2 separate regions of the Macaca mulatta genome follow, and region 1 is linked to region 2. The links are chromatin contacts, called in public Hi-C maps. All regions are on one chromosome and are shown on one strand. Each heading gives the region's core, a stretch centred on a gene start, on an enhancer-like site or on the middle of the called end of the contact. The rest is flanking DNA. Distances are from core to core; before and after follow the strand shown.

Region 1 (3,241 bases), core at 738-3,237, 100 kb before region 2:
CGTGAAAAAATCCTCAACACCACTAATCATTAGAGAAATGCAAATCAAAACTACAATGAGATGCCATCTCACACCCATCAGAATGGCAATTATTAAGAAAAAAAAATCCACATATGGGTTAGGCTATGAAGAAAAGGGAACGCTTATACTCTGTTGATGGGAATGCAAACTAGTTCAGCCACTATGGAAAGCAGTTTGGAGATTTCTCAAAGAACTTAAAATACAACTACCATTCAATCCAGCAATCCCACTACTGGGTATATACCCGAAGGAAAATAATTCATTCCATCAAAAAGACACAGAGCTGGGCACCGCAGCTCATGCCTGTAATCCCAGCACTTGGGAGGCCTAGGCGGGTGGATAGTTTGAGCCCAGGAGTTCTGGACCAGCCTGGGCAACACGGCAAGTCCCCATCTCTACAAAGCATACAAAAATTAGCCAGTTGTGGTAGCACACACCTGTAGTCACAGTTACTTGAAGGCTGAGGCAGGAGGATCAGTTAACCCAGGAAGTTGAGGCGGCAGTGAGCCATGCACGACTGTACTCCAGCCTGGGTGACGCAGCGAAACCCTGTCTCAAGACAAAAAAAAAAAAAAAAAGAACACATGGAATTGTGTGTTCATTGTGGTGCCATTCACGATAGCAAGGACATGAAATCAACTTAAGTGCCCATCAACAGTGGACTGGATAAAGAAAATGTGGCACATATACACCATGGAATATTATGCAGCAATACAAATAGGGAAATTATAATCTTTATAGCAACATGGATGGAGTTGGGGGCCATTATCCTATGCAACCTAATACCAAGAACAGAAAACCAAACACACATGTTCTCACTTAGGAGCTAAACATTGACTATATGATGGTAAACATGGAAACAAGAGACACTGAATATCATTAGATGAGGAAAGGGGGAGAGGCACAGAGGGGTGTGAGCTGAAGAAGCACCTGTTGAGTACTATGCTTACATCCTGTTGGGATCGTTGGGACCCCAAACCTCGACATACTCTAGGGTTTTGCTTTTTGTTTTTTGAAACTGGTGAGATTAAACTTTTTTCCCTTTTTTTTTTTTTTTTAGATGGAATCTCGCTCTGTCGGCCAGGCTGGAGTGCAATGGTGTGATCTCGACTCACTGCAACCTCCGCCTCCAGAGTTCAAGCGATTCTCCTGCCTCAGCCTCCCGAGTAGCTGGGATTACAGGTATGTGCCACCACGCCTGGCTAATTCTGTATTTTTAATATAGACAGGGTCTCTTCATGTTGGTCAGGTTGGTCTCGAACTCCCGACCTCAGGTGATCTGCCCGCCTCGGCCTCTCAAAAGTGCTGGGATTACAGGTGTGAGCCACCACTCCTGGCCATCCTAATGTTTTAAATAGCGATTTATATTTCCTCTTCATGAATTGTCTGTTAAAGCACTTGTGGGCGGAAATTAAGTTTTGTTCTTCTTTCAGTGTGCTTCGGGCCTTAGAAATGGTGTTTGTTACGTAGCTCTCACAAAGCTTTGAATACATATAGATAGAAACCTAGCCGTAATTGTTTAGAATCTTGCGAGAATAAGCCACTGCAACCGCACAACTGTGTGCCATTTTAGGATTTACCGAGAATATTCATGAGTATTGGTGCATTTTAATACAACTACTGTGCATTGATGCTTTCAGCATTTTACTATGCGCAGCAAAGTCTTGAGTGAGGTCTGGGAAGGATAAATGGTGAAAAATTAAGGAATTTCTCGCAGAAACGGAGGAATTCATCTTCCCTAAAGAAAGAATATACCGACTAAAATTAGTTGGTCCTCCCGTGCACCAGACGGCGAAGCAGCAGGATGTGACGCTGCACGGTCAGTGAACGACTTGCTGGACTACACTTCCCAGAAGGTTTCTTTGGCCTCCGCACTACGCAATCACCCAGAATGCTCAGCGGCCGAGAACTTCAGGTCCCAGACTGCTGTGCGGCTAAATACGACTCCATCTCCCCCGACCCAAGCGCTTAATGGCCGCTGGCAATCTTGGGGGAGCCAGCTGTTGGACTATGCGCCGCTGCCAGGAAACAGGCGCCAGAAGGTTCTCCGACAAGATCCCGCCTTCCTAAGACGGTAAAGGCGTTCACAGGTCGGGAAGGGGCGGTGGGAGTAGTGGGACAGCGCTGAGCATTGCTCGTGAACTGTGGGTCGGCCTGCGAAGAGGCCCAGTTTCGTGGCACCACTGTGGCGCCCGCGCTGGAAGGTGGTCTTGTGACAGAGCGAAAACTACAATTCCCAGCATTCCTGCGGTGCCAGAACTACCTTGCCCGAAAGCCTGTGCGAGATTTACCCCGTCTTCCGCCTCCCGTCCGCCGGAAAACTCTGAGGCCATGAATAGTCGCCAGGCTTGGCGGCTCTTGCTCTCCCAAGGCAGAGGGGATCGTTGGGTTTCAAGCCCCCGCGGGCATTTCTCGCCGGCCCTGCGGAGAGGTGAGGCAAGGCGTCGTGTCATAGATGTCTGAGTGCTCTCTAGGGAGACGATGCCCGTGGGTCGCGCCTGCTCGAGCGAACGGGAAGAGAAGGTGCCACGCCCTCCTCCCCGATTCACGCCTTGTGCTGGCGACACAGCTGCCTGCTGCCCCGACTTGCCCAGCTCGCCCCAAGGGGCGAGGACTGAGGAAATCAGTGCCTTTCTGTTCTTAAAGCGAACCTTCGAAGGCCAGGGCTTCGCGCCCGGCTTCTTTCTCAGCCCTTGTTTCCCTTTTTTGGTGACAAGAGGCTAGTAATCTGGTAGGTTTGTCTGGAGGCAGCGTAAGGTAATCTGTGCTTGAGGGTGTCCTGATTTCTTTTGTGGCCTGATCTTTAGATTTTGTTTTTTTAGGTGCTGGCCTCGAGCCCAAGTTTTTGGTAGACAGCATCATAAATTTCAGATCACGTCTGCCTTATTCTCGCTGGAATTCTCAGTACTTTTCAGTCACATTGTAGACTTTGGGGAAAAAAGTGAATACTGGAACCTACAAGTTTCCAACCGGTTGGCACCCCTGTTAACAGGGTGTCCTGAAGACATCTAACTTTATTCCGAGAAACGTTTCTAGGGCTAGGTTTTTCTTGTTGTCGTTTTTTACCCCCCGTTTTTAAACTTCCCTCCTAGTTTTTAAACCGTTTTAAGATTGTCCACAAAATAGGCGAATAGGCACCTCTTATCAACCTTAGCATTCTCTGTTCACCTTCTTGAATCTTCAGTGCCAGGTACCCTGAGCCAGTCGGTACCCAAACACT
Region 2 (3,345 bases), core at 287-2,786:
AATATTTACCGGATGGTTGAATGAGTAACAGATTTGAGGGCCATCAGTAGTACTGAAGTCACAGTAAATGACAAGAAGAAGAGAACCAATGATGGCATCATCAAGGAGGGAAAGCTGCATTTAAGAGGGCAGAAGAAAAGAAAACGGCAAAGGAAAGGGTCACTCAATGGAGTGAAAGAAGAAAACTAAGTAAGTACTAATTTGTCGTCTCCACAGGGTCAAATGCTTCAGGGAAGCCAAGGAAGAACTTAAAAGAGTCCGTAAGACTGAACAAGAGTTGATGTTAAGCTGGGCAAGAAGACCCGGAGGACTGGTGTGGATGGAAAAAAGGAAAGAAAGCTGAAATAATACAGAACAGGGGAAAGTTGACAGCTTTGGTATCTCCAAAAACAAATTAGAAAGGGAAACGGGGAGCGACACCTGAGAAAAGGAAATGCCAGAAAGGGCTAAGACTGTTGCACGCTTAAGTAAGAAAAGGAATGTGGCAGAGATGAGGGCCAACGACATAGTCTGACTCACAGGGGTTTGCAGTCTCCCTAGAGGAAGTGGAGGGGCCTGAATTAGCCACCCCGGGCATGGTGCAACACCTCCGACTCTGGGGAGTAGTTGAGTCCAGGCCCCTGATGCTGCCGCGGTCTTCACTTGCTCTCACCCACGAGCCACTGCAGGGGCAGCGGCCCTCTTCTCCGTCGTCACTAGGACGGGGCCCAAGGTCCTCTCTTGCTCTCTCCCAGAAGCTGCAGCAGAAACCTTCGTCTTCACTTTCTCTCTCCCAAACGCCACTGAGGCGGCAGCTGGCGTCTTCACTGCCGCTCACACCGGAGGAGTCGCTGGCTGCGTAGCCGCAGTCTTCACTTACTCCCTCCCAAGAACTACCGAGGCTGTGGCCGCCATCGACACTCCCTCCCTCCCAGGAGCCACTGAGGCGGCGACTGCGATCGTCTCTGACTCTATACCCGAAGTCACTAGTTCGCGGGTCCCGGACGTCACTGACTCCCTCCCAAGTACCACTTAGGCGGAGGCCTCGGTCTTCTCTGGTAGTTCCCCTGGAGTCGGCAGTTTGGTGGCCTCCAACTTCACTAAAATTCACGTCGCTGCTGCAGAAGCTGCGGTCTCCCCTAACTCTCTCCCAAGAGTTTCTGTGACTGCGGCCACTATCCCCCCTAACTCTCTCCCCAGAGACGCTGCGGCAGTGGCCGAGGTTTTCACTGACCCTTCTCAAGTCACTGCGGGACAAGCCGGCGTCTCCACTTAGGCTTCCCGCAGCGACCCTGGAGCGGCGGTCACCCTCTTCACGTTTTCTTTCCCCGTCGTCGCTAACTCTTTCCCTTGACTCGGCGCTGGAATGGCCGTGTAGGCCGTTTATCCTCCACACGTGGTGGCTAGTGCGGCGGCCGCCGTCTTCGTCTGCTACTCCCTGAGAGTCGCTGTGGCGGCGGCCGCCTTCGGCTGGTACTTTCTCGGAGCTGCTTTCCAGCCTCCCGACTCCAGTCACTTGGCTGGAGAGGCAGCAAGGCCGTCGCCTTGGAAACGAGTACACTTCCGACGTGCTGAGGTCATTTCCCGTTCCTCACGGCTCACGCCATTTCCGGTTTCCTTTCCCTCAGCTGTTTCTTGGCTTTTCGTCTGGACAAATCGGGTGGTGGTGTGAACTGGTTTTCGGTAAAATTCGGCTCGGCCTCACACGAGCCTATCTAGGTCCGTCTCTGGAGTGGCCTGTCATCGATCGCGCCCTCCATCGCTGAGCGACACAAGTGGAACCTCCCAGGACTGCATTCTGCGTAGGTGACCTGTGTGGCGCGGACCGGGCGGGGCCTTTTTGTCCTTGAGCAAACCTAGTATACTTTCTCAGTGGTGGTTGGAAGGAAATTTGTAACCCTGTCATTTCGCAAGTATGGAAAAAGACCTAAAGGAGAGTTTAGCAGCTGCAGCCGCTGTTTTTATTGAGTACTTTACTAGCGTCAACTCTTAAATAATCGCTTGTTAGATGTTACCCCTATTTTATAGGTCAAGAGACTCAATATGTCGGTACGTTGGTAAGGCCAGGCAGCAGGTAAGTTGTAAAACCATTATAAAAACACAGGTCATTAGTCAAAAGACTGCTTCAGGTCTCCTGGCTCCAAATCCGGGGTTCCTTTCACTGTAGCATGTTTACTGCTCAAATATTTCTCTACAACCCTATTGCTTAACAACAGGAATGAATTGTTTCATCATTTGTTGGAAACATATGGGTCACGTTTTGTACCAGCAGCAGAAAATACAGAAATTAGTAAGAATTATCTGCCCACCAGAGGCATCACCAACCCAGATTCCCCTCTCGGCCCAGTTTTTCCACCCTTATTGCCTTCTCCCTTCTGGAATAACGAACTGGTCCTAGAAACATAGCATACTTTTTAGTATCTCTGTGCCTTGTCATGTGCTGTTCGTCTTACCAGGAAACTACCCTGCCTTTCCCCCAGTTTTTGTCTGTGAACACATTTGGGGAATTCTCCTGATCCTACCTCTACTCTCTTGAGGTACAGTAAATTGTCTTTGACTTCCATCACCTTTTGTAATATTACTAATTTCCATTTATTGAGTTCCTGTGATCTGCCTGGTACTGATCTAAGTGCTTTATATTAGTTTTCTTGTTCATTTTTTTATACTAACATAAATGAGTTTGACTCAATTCTTATAACCTGCCAAAATAAGTATTCCTCTTCCTTTTTACAGAGAGAGAAACAAGGAACAAAAAAGTAAATTGCCTGAGGATACACTGCTAGTGTTGCGGGACAAATGAGAGAGACGGGAGAGGCCGAACAGAGTTCAGGAGAGCTCTTTATTATTAAGGTGATCACTGGCTCAGTCGGACTAGGGTCCAGAAAGACTGAGTCCGGAACAAAGGGATCAGTTACCTTTTAAGCAGTTTGTGGGGGGAGTTTCGTGCTGCAGGAAGCCTGCTTGCAGAAGCAAGAACAAAGGCAGATAATTACTCTTTTACATTTGTTACAGCACATGTCTTATATCCTTGGGAATACATGCTTTTGTAGTAATTGCTTATCAACCTTGTGACTTTACAGCCGCGCTGGGGAGGGAAGCAAGACCTCGCCGTGCCTCAAGGAATGTGAAACCATGGAACACAGATAAGCCTCTCCGTGCATAGAGGAGAAATAAGCAGTTAATATTCTTTCCTAACCCAGGCCTCCAGACCAGGGGGCTATATTACATTCTACCTCTAAGGAAAAGAATAAACTTCTTGACTAACATAATTATAAAATTCATTAATTCCCCCTTCAGTAGTAAGTATTAAATACCTGACTTAGGATTCCAACATAGGTCTTGGATTTTGCTGCAGGAGCACCTCAA

The links. Hi-C and Micro-C count contacts between places; a contact is called where the count stands out from the background.
Region 1: a Hi-C map of cortical neurons shows a contact between it and region 2, with 4 times the contacts expected there. The contact joins the promoter of CCDC90B here to the promoter of ANKRD42 in region 2. A contact is called at or near these places in 2 of 14 Hi-C or Micro-C datasets (cortical neurons and fetal cortex germinal zone).

Annotation. Positions count from the first base shown.
Region 1 is chr14:83,823,344-83,826,584 of T2T-MMU8v2.0, reverse strand. It overlaps CCDC90B (coiled-coil domain containing 90B), which reads left to right and starts at 1,987. Exons shown (of 9, transcript NM_001260811.1): 1 at 1,987-2,452. The coding sequence starts at 2,353.
Region 2 is chr14:83,720,964-83,724,308 of T2T-MMU8v2.0, reverse strand. ANKRD42 (ankyrin repeat domain 42) reads right to left here and starts at 1,536. Exons shown (of 11, transcript XM_077964118.1): 1 at 520-1,536. The coding sequence starts at 577. LOC106993411 (a long non-coding RNA gene) reads left to right here and starts at 1,580. Exons shown (of 3, transcript XR_013404239.1): 1 at 1,580-1,781; 2 at 2,713-2,829; 3 at 3,060-3,248.